Regions from separate parts of the Urocitellus parryii genome. Here region 2 is linked to region 1. Evidence: chromatin contacts called from public Hi-C data. All regions are on one chromosome and are shown on one strand. Each heading gives the region's core, a stretch centred on a gene start, on an enhancer-like site or on the middle of the called end of the contact. The rest is flanking DNA. Distances are from core to core; before and after follow the strand shown. Region 1 holds the start of Cfb (complement factor B). Region 2 holds the start of Ly6g5c (lymphocyte antigen 6 family member G5C).

Region 1 (4,165 bases), core at 890-3,389:
CTTCAGGAGCCCTGATTCAGCCTCATCTACCGTATCATTCCCAGGGGATCCCAACTCCCAGTGGGGCAAAGAATTCCTTATTGAGAAAGTCGAGATCTCCCCGGGATTTGATGTCTACGCAAAGAAGGACCAGGGGATACAGGAGTTCTATGGTGATGACATAGCCTTGCTGAAGTTGGCCCAGAAAGTGAAAATGTCCACCCATGCCAGGTGCTTGATCCTAGGACAGGAGGATGCCCTGCAGGGGAGAGTGCTCTGGGGAGCCCCAGGATACTGAGGATGGGCTGTGTGACACTCACCCTTCTCTCCAGGCCCATCTGCATTCCCTGCACAGTGGAGGCCAACATGGCTCTGCGGAGACCCCAACACAGTACCTGTCAGGACCACGGTGAGTGCTGAGGTTTAGAGTTTGTAAAGAGCTGGGGCCAGAGCCTGGGGGTGCCAACAGGGACTAGACTTCTGTCTCCAAGCCAGAAGTCTGACTGGTGGGTAAAGGGACCTACAATCAACACCCTCTTCTCTTTGATGGCAGAGACAGAACTTCTGAACCAACAGAGCATCCCTGCTCATTTTGTGGCCTTGAATGGGAGCAAACTGAACATTAACCTCAAGACAGGGGAAGAGGTGAGGGTCTTAGGTGGGGGGGGGGGTTCTGGGGTCCCACTCAAGCCAGATCACAGAATGGTGCTCTTCCTCCTCTAGCTCCGGCTGCTTTTTCCACCTCACTTAAGTCACCCCTCCTCCCAGGCTTAGTGTTTTGCCAAGTGTCCCTAGGCCACTCATTTCATTCTTCCTTCCTGTTCCACCTCTACTGCAGAGGTCAGACTGTATCAAGGTAGTCTCCCAAGACAAAAAAAAGTTCCCCAACTTGACGGATGTCAGTGAGGTGGTGACAGATCAGTTTCTATGCAGTGGGACCCAGGAGGATGACAATCCCTGTAAAGGTGAGCACCCCCCATGTCTGGATTTCCCAAGGAAGGGCCACAGTGTTCCTGTGGCCAGCATGCATGCTAGGATGCCAGCACCTGCCCTGGATGACACACTGTCTCTTGTTCATCTTGCTGGCAGGAGAATCTGGGGGAGCAGTTTTCCTTGAGCGGAGGTTCAGGTTTTTCCAGGTGGGTACAGGGAAGCTCACAAGGCTGTCTACAGGAACTCAGCCTAGCTGGGGCAGGGGTGGTGATGGTGGTGGTGAGGGAGGTCTCTGAAGGAACCATGGGAGTCAGGGCTCAGAGCTGGGGCTGTGGCATCTTTCTACTTCATTTTCCTTTCTTTCAGGTGGGCCTGGTGAGCTGGGGTCTCTACAACCCCTGTTTTGGTGCTACCAACAAAAACTCCCGCAAAAAGCCTCCCCATGGTGCCCCACCACCCCGAGACTTCCACATTAACCTCTTCCGCCTACAACCCTGGCTGAGGCAGCATCTGGAGGGTGTTCTGAATTTCTTGCCCCTCTAATCATGGCCACCAATCCCTTGGCTATCTTGCCAGGATCTGCCTTCTCTCCTATCTCCTACCCCTGAACACCTACCCTCAGACCCTGTGGCCCATCCTCAATTCTAGCTGTGTGAATTCAGGAGCCCAGACACAGCATGCACAAGCAGGAAGGTCCCCCCGGGGTGCTGGCCAGTGTGTCTGCCAGCTGCATCCTCCCCTCCTGCTCCTGCTCAAATCCCTCACCCTGGTAAACATAACGTATTCCTTTCACTTTCACATGAAATTTCCCAGTTATGAAATTAATAAAAATTGATGATTTCCACATCTGTCTGTACCTCTGCCTGGGGGATGGGGAGGGCAGAATGATTCCAGGAAGGTCAGAGACCCTGCTGGACAAACAGCAGCTGGACTCTGCCCTATAACACAGTCAACAGGGAAACCAGCTGGGGGACTATTTCTGGTCTCTAGCTAGGGTGGTCTGGGATTGTTGGGGAGAACCTGGAAGCTGATATGAAGTGTCAAAGGGGAGAGTCCCAGACCTTGGGCAGCAAAGGGTGGGGCTTGTGTAGTTTCTATTTCTTCAATTGGCAGCTCAGTGGGGTCCTCCTGCTTGAACATTCCCGGAAAGTGATGTGTATAGGGAAGGCTGGACAAGCTGCAGGTGCCAGAACAGATTGCATAAAAGGCTGGGGGTTGGTGGGGAAGGGAGTGCCACTAGACTTAGGTCTAGAGTTTCAGCTTGGACACTGAGCCAAGCAGGCACACAGAAGGAACCTGGAGAAGCCCTCCTGACCCCAGCTCGCCCACTTCTCTCCTGCCTTCTATCACCATGGGGTGCCATCTCAGCCCCCACCTCTGTCTGGTATCTTTGGTCTTGGGCCTCTTGCCCGGAGGTAAGAAAGGGTCACCCCCACCCTCCTGCTGCCCCCAGCATTCTTCCTTGACTTTGTAGGGCCAAGCTTCACCAGTATTTCTTTTCAGGTGTGAACACAATTCCATTGCTGGCCCAGCCCCAAGGCTCCTGCTCTCTGGAGGGGGTAGAGATCAAAGGTGGCTCCTTCCAACTTCTCCAAGAGGGCAAGACCCTGGAGTACATATGTCCCTCTGGCTTCTACCCATATCCTGTCCAGACACGCACCTGCAGATCCACAGGGTCCTGGAGTTCCCTAAAGACTCAAGACCAAAAGATTGTCAAGAAAGCAGAGTGCAGAGGTTAGAGGCGGTGAGAACAGGGATGTGCTGAGACAGGGGATGATGGGGCAGGTGGTAGCCAAGGTCAGCACGCCTTGGGTGAGATTAGAGCTGTGTTGAGGCCAGCAGCCCAACAGGTTTGGCTAAACAGGGTAAGGGGCAGCCCTAGGGGTGCAGGTAAAAATCTGGGAGGCAGGGGGGCTCACCTTCACTAAACAGTTGCCCTGTATCTGGCAGCTGTGGCAGTGAAGAGAATGCTCAGGAATTGGGAGCAGATCAGCAGACCAGGGACTTGCTGTTTCTCAGTGACAAGGTCTCTGAGAGCAAGAGGGATACCCTGAAGATAGCCCTTCTATCTTGATGACTTTTACTTGTCCTCCTCCCCAAAGCGATTTACTGCCCAAGACCTCAGGAATTTGAGAATGGGTACTACTGGCCCAGGTCTTCTTATTACAATGTGAGCGATGAGATCTCTTTCCAATGCTACCATGGATACATTCTCCGGGGCTCTGCCAATCGCACCTGCCAAGTAAATGGCCGGTGGGATGGGCAAACAGCAATCTGCGATGATGGAGGTGAGAAGCCTGCCTGCTCCTGTCGACCACACTCTCTCCCTTACACATCCATCCCCAAGGAACAGGCATCACAACTGTTCTCTGACCTGCCCTCTCGGCCTCTGCAGCGGGGTACTGCCCAAACCCGGGCATTCCCATTGGCACAAGGAAGGTGGGAAGCCAGTACCGCCTTGAAGACACAGTCACTTACCACTGTAGCCGGGGGCTTACCCTGCGTGGCTCCCAACAGCGAAAATGCCAGGAAGGTGGATCTTGGAGTGGGACAGAGCCTTCCTGCCAAGGTGAGTCTTGACTTGGGCTCCCAGGTCAGATCCTACTCTCCAGTCCTAATGTTCCCACAGCAAGGCACTGTCTCCTTCTCTCTTCAACCCAGCTTCTCCTAACTTCTTCCAAACTCTGTAGAGCTTTCTTACTTCCAAGCCCTTCCCATCCTAGAAACACATCATCCTGTCTTTCTGGTCACTGTCCTTGACCCTTCAGCTATTTGACCTGAGTTCTGACCTTTCCCAGACACCTTCATGTATGACACCCCTCAAGAGGTGGCCGAAGCCTTCTTGTCTTCCCTGACAGAGACCATAGAAGGAGTTGATGCTGAGGACGGGCACAGCCCAGGTTTGAGCAGAGTTGGGAGGAAGAGCAGGGAATTGGGGGAGTTGCAGGAGAAACATGCATCCTGAAACCTGAGTCTCTCTGCTGGCATCCAGGGGAACAACAGAAGCGGAAGATTGTCCTGGATCCCTCAGGCTCCATGAACATCTACCTGGTGCTGGATGGATCTGACAGCATTGGGACCGGCAACTTCACAGGGGCTAAGAGGTGTCTCGCCAACTTAATTGAGAAGGTGGAATCCCTTCCCCTTGAATGTGGGGATCCTGACTGGACCTTGCTGCCCTTCCAGGACTAAGTTCCTTTGTGCTCCCTGTCTCTCTGAACCACAGCATCCCAGTAAAATCTCCAGGTCTTAT
Region 2 (4,165 bases), core at 683-3,182, 240 kb before region 1:
GGATAAGGCAAGACAGTGAAGATCACTATGAGGACCAGTGGAAGTTTCAGAAGAGTGACACATATAGGAACTATGTGGATAGCTGGGGAGCAGGCAACTTGAGGAAAGGCCTATACCTCTGGAGATCTCCAGGGTCCCCTTCAAACCTGGGTGCCAAAGAGGGTAGGAGCCAATCAGCTGTGGGTTGAGGAGGGAAGCTGGTGGAAGTGGAGATAGGGAGTGATTCTGAAGGAAAGGGATGGAACAGTGTCCTACGGCTATAGGAACAGGACTTGGGGTACTGTTTAGGAGGCTGGGAGAGGCTGCTTAAGAGGGCTGGGCCCATGGTGGGAAAAGGCAGCTTACTGTTCTTTATATGCAGAGTGAAGCAGCTGCTGCCAACTGGAGTGAGGCAGATGTCTGATCCCAGAAGGCACCCCAACTCCTTGGTTTCAAAGAGACATCTATAGCAACGCAGGTATTTGGGGAGATGAGGTGGTTGAGGGGGTCCCGGATTGTCAGGAACGAGCTTACCTAGAATACAGAAAAGCAATGACCCCAAACCCCTCATACCTGATTCTGGGTTGGCCAATCCCACTGTCCTCTCCCCACCTCAGAAAACCATAAAATCCCTGATTCTTTAAATCCATTTGGTTTAGTATAGCAGAAGCTTTAGTCCTTATTAAAAAAATCTTTGTTCTCTCTTCTTTTGCCTCTAAAGGTGAGAATTAATTAAATCACTTATTCATTCATTCAACATGTATTTGAAGAGCTAACATTTGCCCAGCGCTCAGTCTCTCTCAAATTCACAGGTGAGGCTGAGACAGCCCATACCAGCTTTGTACAGCCCTGTTAGGGCAGTTCTTCCTCTGTAACTTTCTCTCTAAATCCTCTGTCCCCCAGACTCTTTTCCAAACATGCTTCATTTTATTTGTGATATTAGGGATTGAACCCAAGGCCTCACACTTTCCAGGAAAGCTTTTTTATTTTGAGACGGTGTCTTACTAAGTTACCTAGGCTGGCCTTGAACTTGCAATTCTCCTGCCTCAGGATCCTGAGTAGCTGGGAAATTCTCCTGCCTCAGGATCCTGAGTAGCTAGGATTACAGGTGTTCCCCAACATACTTGACATGAACTTTTTAAAATCCATAATGCTGAGAAATAAACAAGAGTGCATCACAGGCCAGAAAGACTATGCTTCATGCAGACAGGGGACGTCAAGCAGCCCATGCCACATGCTTTGTTTTTGCAGTCCTATCACAGGAGAGGCCCATATTAAACTTTGTCCACTCAATACCCATTCTCTCCCTCCTTCCCCAACTACATGTATATACATCCCCCTCTTCCTTTAGTCCTCAGCTCAGACCAAACATTAATGAAACCTCAGACTCAGCAGAGCACTTGGGTGAGGCAGAGGCAAATACTAAACAAACACTTTGAATCCTGTTTCTCTATAGATGGTGCTTTCATCCCAGTAAGATCATCAAACAGAATTTAGCCTAGTTCTACTTTGTGGATTCTGCTTCCATCGTTGGAAAAGTACTTTCTCAAACTTCCCTATTCGGTTGTCCTCAGATTTGGATAGAATTCCTTCAGTATCTCCATTCAGATCACTGTCACTAAGTGAGACAGCCATGGGGCAGTTCCTAGAAAAGATCCTCAGGGTCAATATCAGTCCTTAGGCAAACCCAGGTATTTCCCTACCACACCTGTCCATTGCATCTTTTCTGCTGCCTGGGTTTACCTAAGCATCCTGGGCATATGTGCCCAGACAATCAGTTTATTTATTTCTCCATCCAGCAGGCCAGGAAACCCTTCTGAACCCTTGGAGCCACTTACCAAACACCAAGCTCATCATGACCATCACTATTAAGAAGATGCTGTACAGGGATTGGGGGATGCTGTGGAGGCTCAGAGGCCCCAGACTCAAGCTCCCTGAAAAGCCTGCCATGAAATGCACCACTGCCCTCTGGCCTCTGTTCTGGGCTTATATTGGTGGAAAAGAGGTTGGCCAAGAGGAAGGAGAGAGGCAACACATTTAGGATGGAAATCAGTGCCAGAACAGTCAGATCAGAGTGTCCTCACCCACAGCCACTCCAGATCTTAATCCTGCTTGGGGCAGGGACCCAGAAACAGAAGAATGAGAGGGAAACTTTTATATTAATTCATCAGGTGTTTATTGATTTACTGCATCAGATGTTGAAGATAAGCAGTGTCCAAAGCCCCAGCCCTCACAGGACACAGTCTAGTGGAGGAGATAAGTCAACAGGCAATGGTGGGAAGAGGCAGAGTGCTGCTGGGAGCACATGGATAGTAGAAATCACTATCCAGAGGGATTTCAGCAGAAGAGAAAGGCGATCAGATTTCTCATAAAAGACTGCCATTGTTTGCCTGTAATCCCAGAGGCTTGGGAGGCTGAGGCAGGAGGATCGAGAGAGTTCAAAGCCAGCCTGGGCAACAGCGAGGTACTATGCAACTCATTGAGACCCTATTGCTAAATCAAATACAAAATAGGATTGGGGATATCATTCAGTGGTTGAGTGCCCCTGAGCTCAATCCCTGGTGCAAAAAAAAAAAAAAAAAAAAAAAAAGATTTCCATTGTTACACATGGGAGAATGGGAGAATGCAGGGAAATAGGGAGCTATTCCCGAGTTCAGTCACAAGATGGCGGCCTGGTCTCGCTGAAGAGAATGAAAGAACCTGAGCATTTAGAAAAAAGATTGTACAGATTTGGTGTATGAATGAGTAAGTGAAGGAATGGGGAATAGATTCGCACGAGGAGATGACTGGTAGTATCATTTTCCAAGTACCATGTCTTTCCAAAAGCGGGAATATCTGGATCACAGAGAAACAGTGACACTCTCCCCACCCCTATTCTCAGACTGGTGCCCCCTTGAGGTTCCGGGGCACCTTCTCCCCCACCACCCCTTTTATTCCACCCCCGCCCAAGCTCAGCTGCAGGTCAGTGAGTCTAATCTCCGGCTCCTACATGTTCCCGCGCCGTGCGTTCTCTCTCCGCGCCTGACTGCACCTTAGAATTCTCAGGAGGATGCGGGGGCGGCCCCTGCCCAAGCACAGTTCGCTTGGCGTCAAGCCAGCGCGAGCAGCGCGCGGGGACCCAAGGGTGAGCCAGCGGACACTCTGTGCATGAAGCGGCTTACCCGGAAGGTGGTGCTGTAGTACCACCGTTCCTCCGGGTAGATTCCGGAGTCCGCGGCCCCAGGGCCCCCGCCCATTTCCTCGGCGCTAGACCTGCCGGGCTCCCCCACTTCACCAGCTCAGTCCCCACCTCCTTAGATCAGTCGCAGATAGACTCAGGGATTTTACTTTTAAGGACACTGGGCTTAAAAGTAAGGACACTGGGAGGTCCTCGGCGTCCAGGACGACATCACCTGCTCCGGTTTCCCCTTTGGAGGTTTGGGGCGGGGTCCTGAAGCCGGATTCTCTGCTAATGCCCTGACTACTCAAGAATCACGCGATCTTGTAGTGTTGATGGGGAAGATGGTAAGAAACCGACAGGAAAAGCAAGGACGGGTCCCAGAAATAACGGGATGGAAGAAACACTAGAGAAAAACGCACGCTACTGCGCGCCCCACCCTACCCGTCTTGGAATGAATGAAATTTCAACGCTCTATTACAGAACGAAGAACTGGGAGAGAAGCGTCTGTCACCTGTTAAATGAGGGAGTTCATGGAATAATAAGGAAAAAAAATAAACGAGCGAGGGCTCCTCTGGAAGCGAAAAGGGCAAAGCGGAGTCAAAGGGAAATTTTACGGAGCCCTCAGAACCCCTTTATCGAATATAACCGCACCGAAAAGGCCAAACTAGGAGCTAAGCGAAGCTTAAGTAGGGTACGAGAAGACTTGCCCCGTAGTAAGGTTACAGCCCCGCAAGCTTTGAGCAGAACCTATAGGAAGACCCGGGAGTGGAGGGCGGGTGCTTGGTGGGAGCCGTCTCCGCCGGACAGACAGGGTCTCAGAATCATTAGTCCAGCCCCTGCTTCTTTTTATTCCTTGCCTCCTTCATGCGGCAGGGCGGGGCCGCACACGCTAAGCGCCGCGAGAGTTCGTTTTCGTGGTGATGGATTCCACCGAAGCTTTCCTGGGGTACAGAGGTGGGGCGTTGTAGCAGTCGCTATGGTGATAGCAAGGAACGAAGGCATCCAAGCAGATTGTTCCTCCCTCCG

What was found. Hi-C and Micro-C count contacts between places; a contact is called where the count stands out from the background.
Region 2: a contact with region 1 is called in a Hi-C map of liver, with 7 times the contacts expected there. The contact joins the promoter of Ly6g5c here to the promoter of Cfb in region 1. A contact is called at or near these places in 2 of 2 Hi-C or Micro-C datasets (liver and muscle).

Annotation. Positions count from the first base shown.
Region 1 is chr8:118,769,310-118,773,474 of mUroPar1.hap1, reverse strand. It overlaps Cfb (complement factor B), which reads left to right and starts at 2,139. Exons shown (of 18, transcript XM_026415335.2): 1 at 2,139-2,327; 2 at 2,416-2,646; 3 at 3,015-3,200; 4 at 3,308-3,481; 5 at 3,711-3,812; 6 at 3,905-4,041. The coding sequence starts at 2,264. C2 (complement C2) reads left to right here. Exons shown (of 18, transcript XM_026415390.2): 13 at 45-210; 14 at 312-388; 15 at 533-624; 16 at 818-944; 17 at 1,069-1,118; 18 at 1,279-1,738. The coding sequence ends at 1,455.
Region 2 is chr8:119,008,284-119,012,448 of mUroPar1.hap1, reverse strand. It overlaps Ly6g5c (lymphocyte antigen 6 family member G5C), which reads right to left and starts at 1,932. Exons shown (of 3, transcript XM_026415398.1): 1 at 1,818-1,932; 2 at 346-513. The coding sequence starts at 1,929.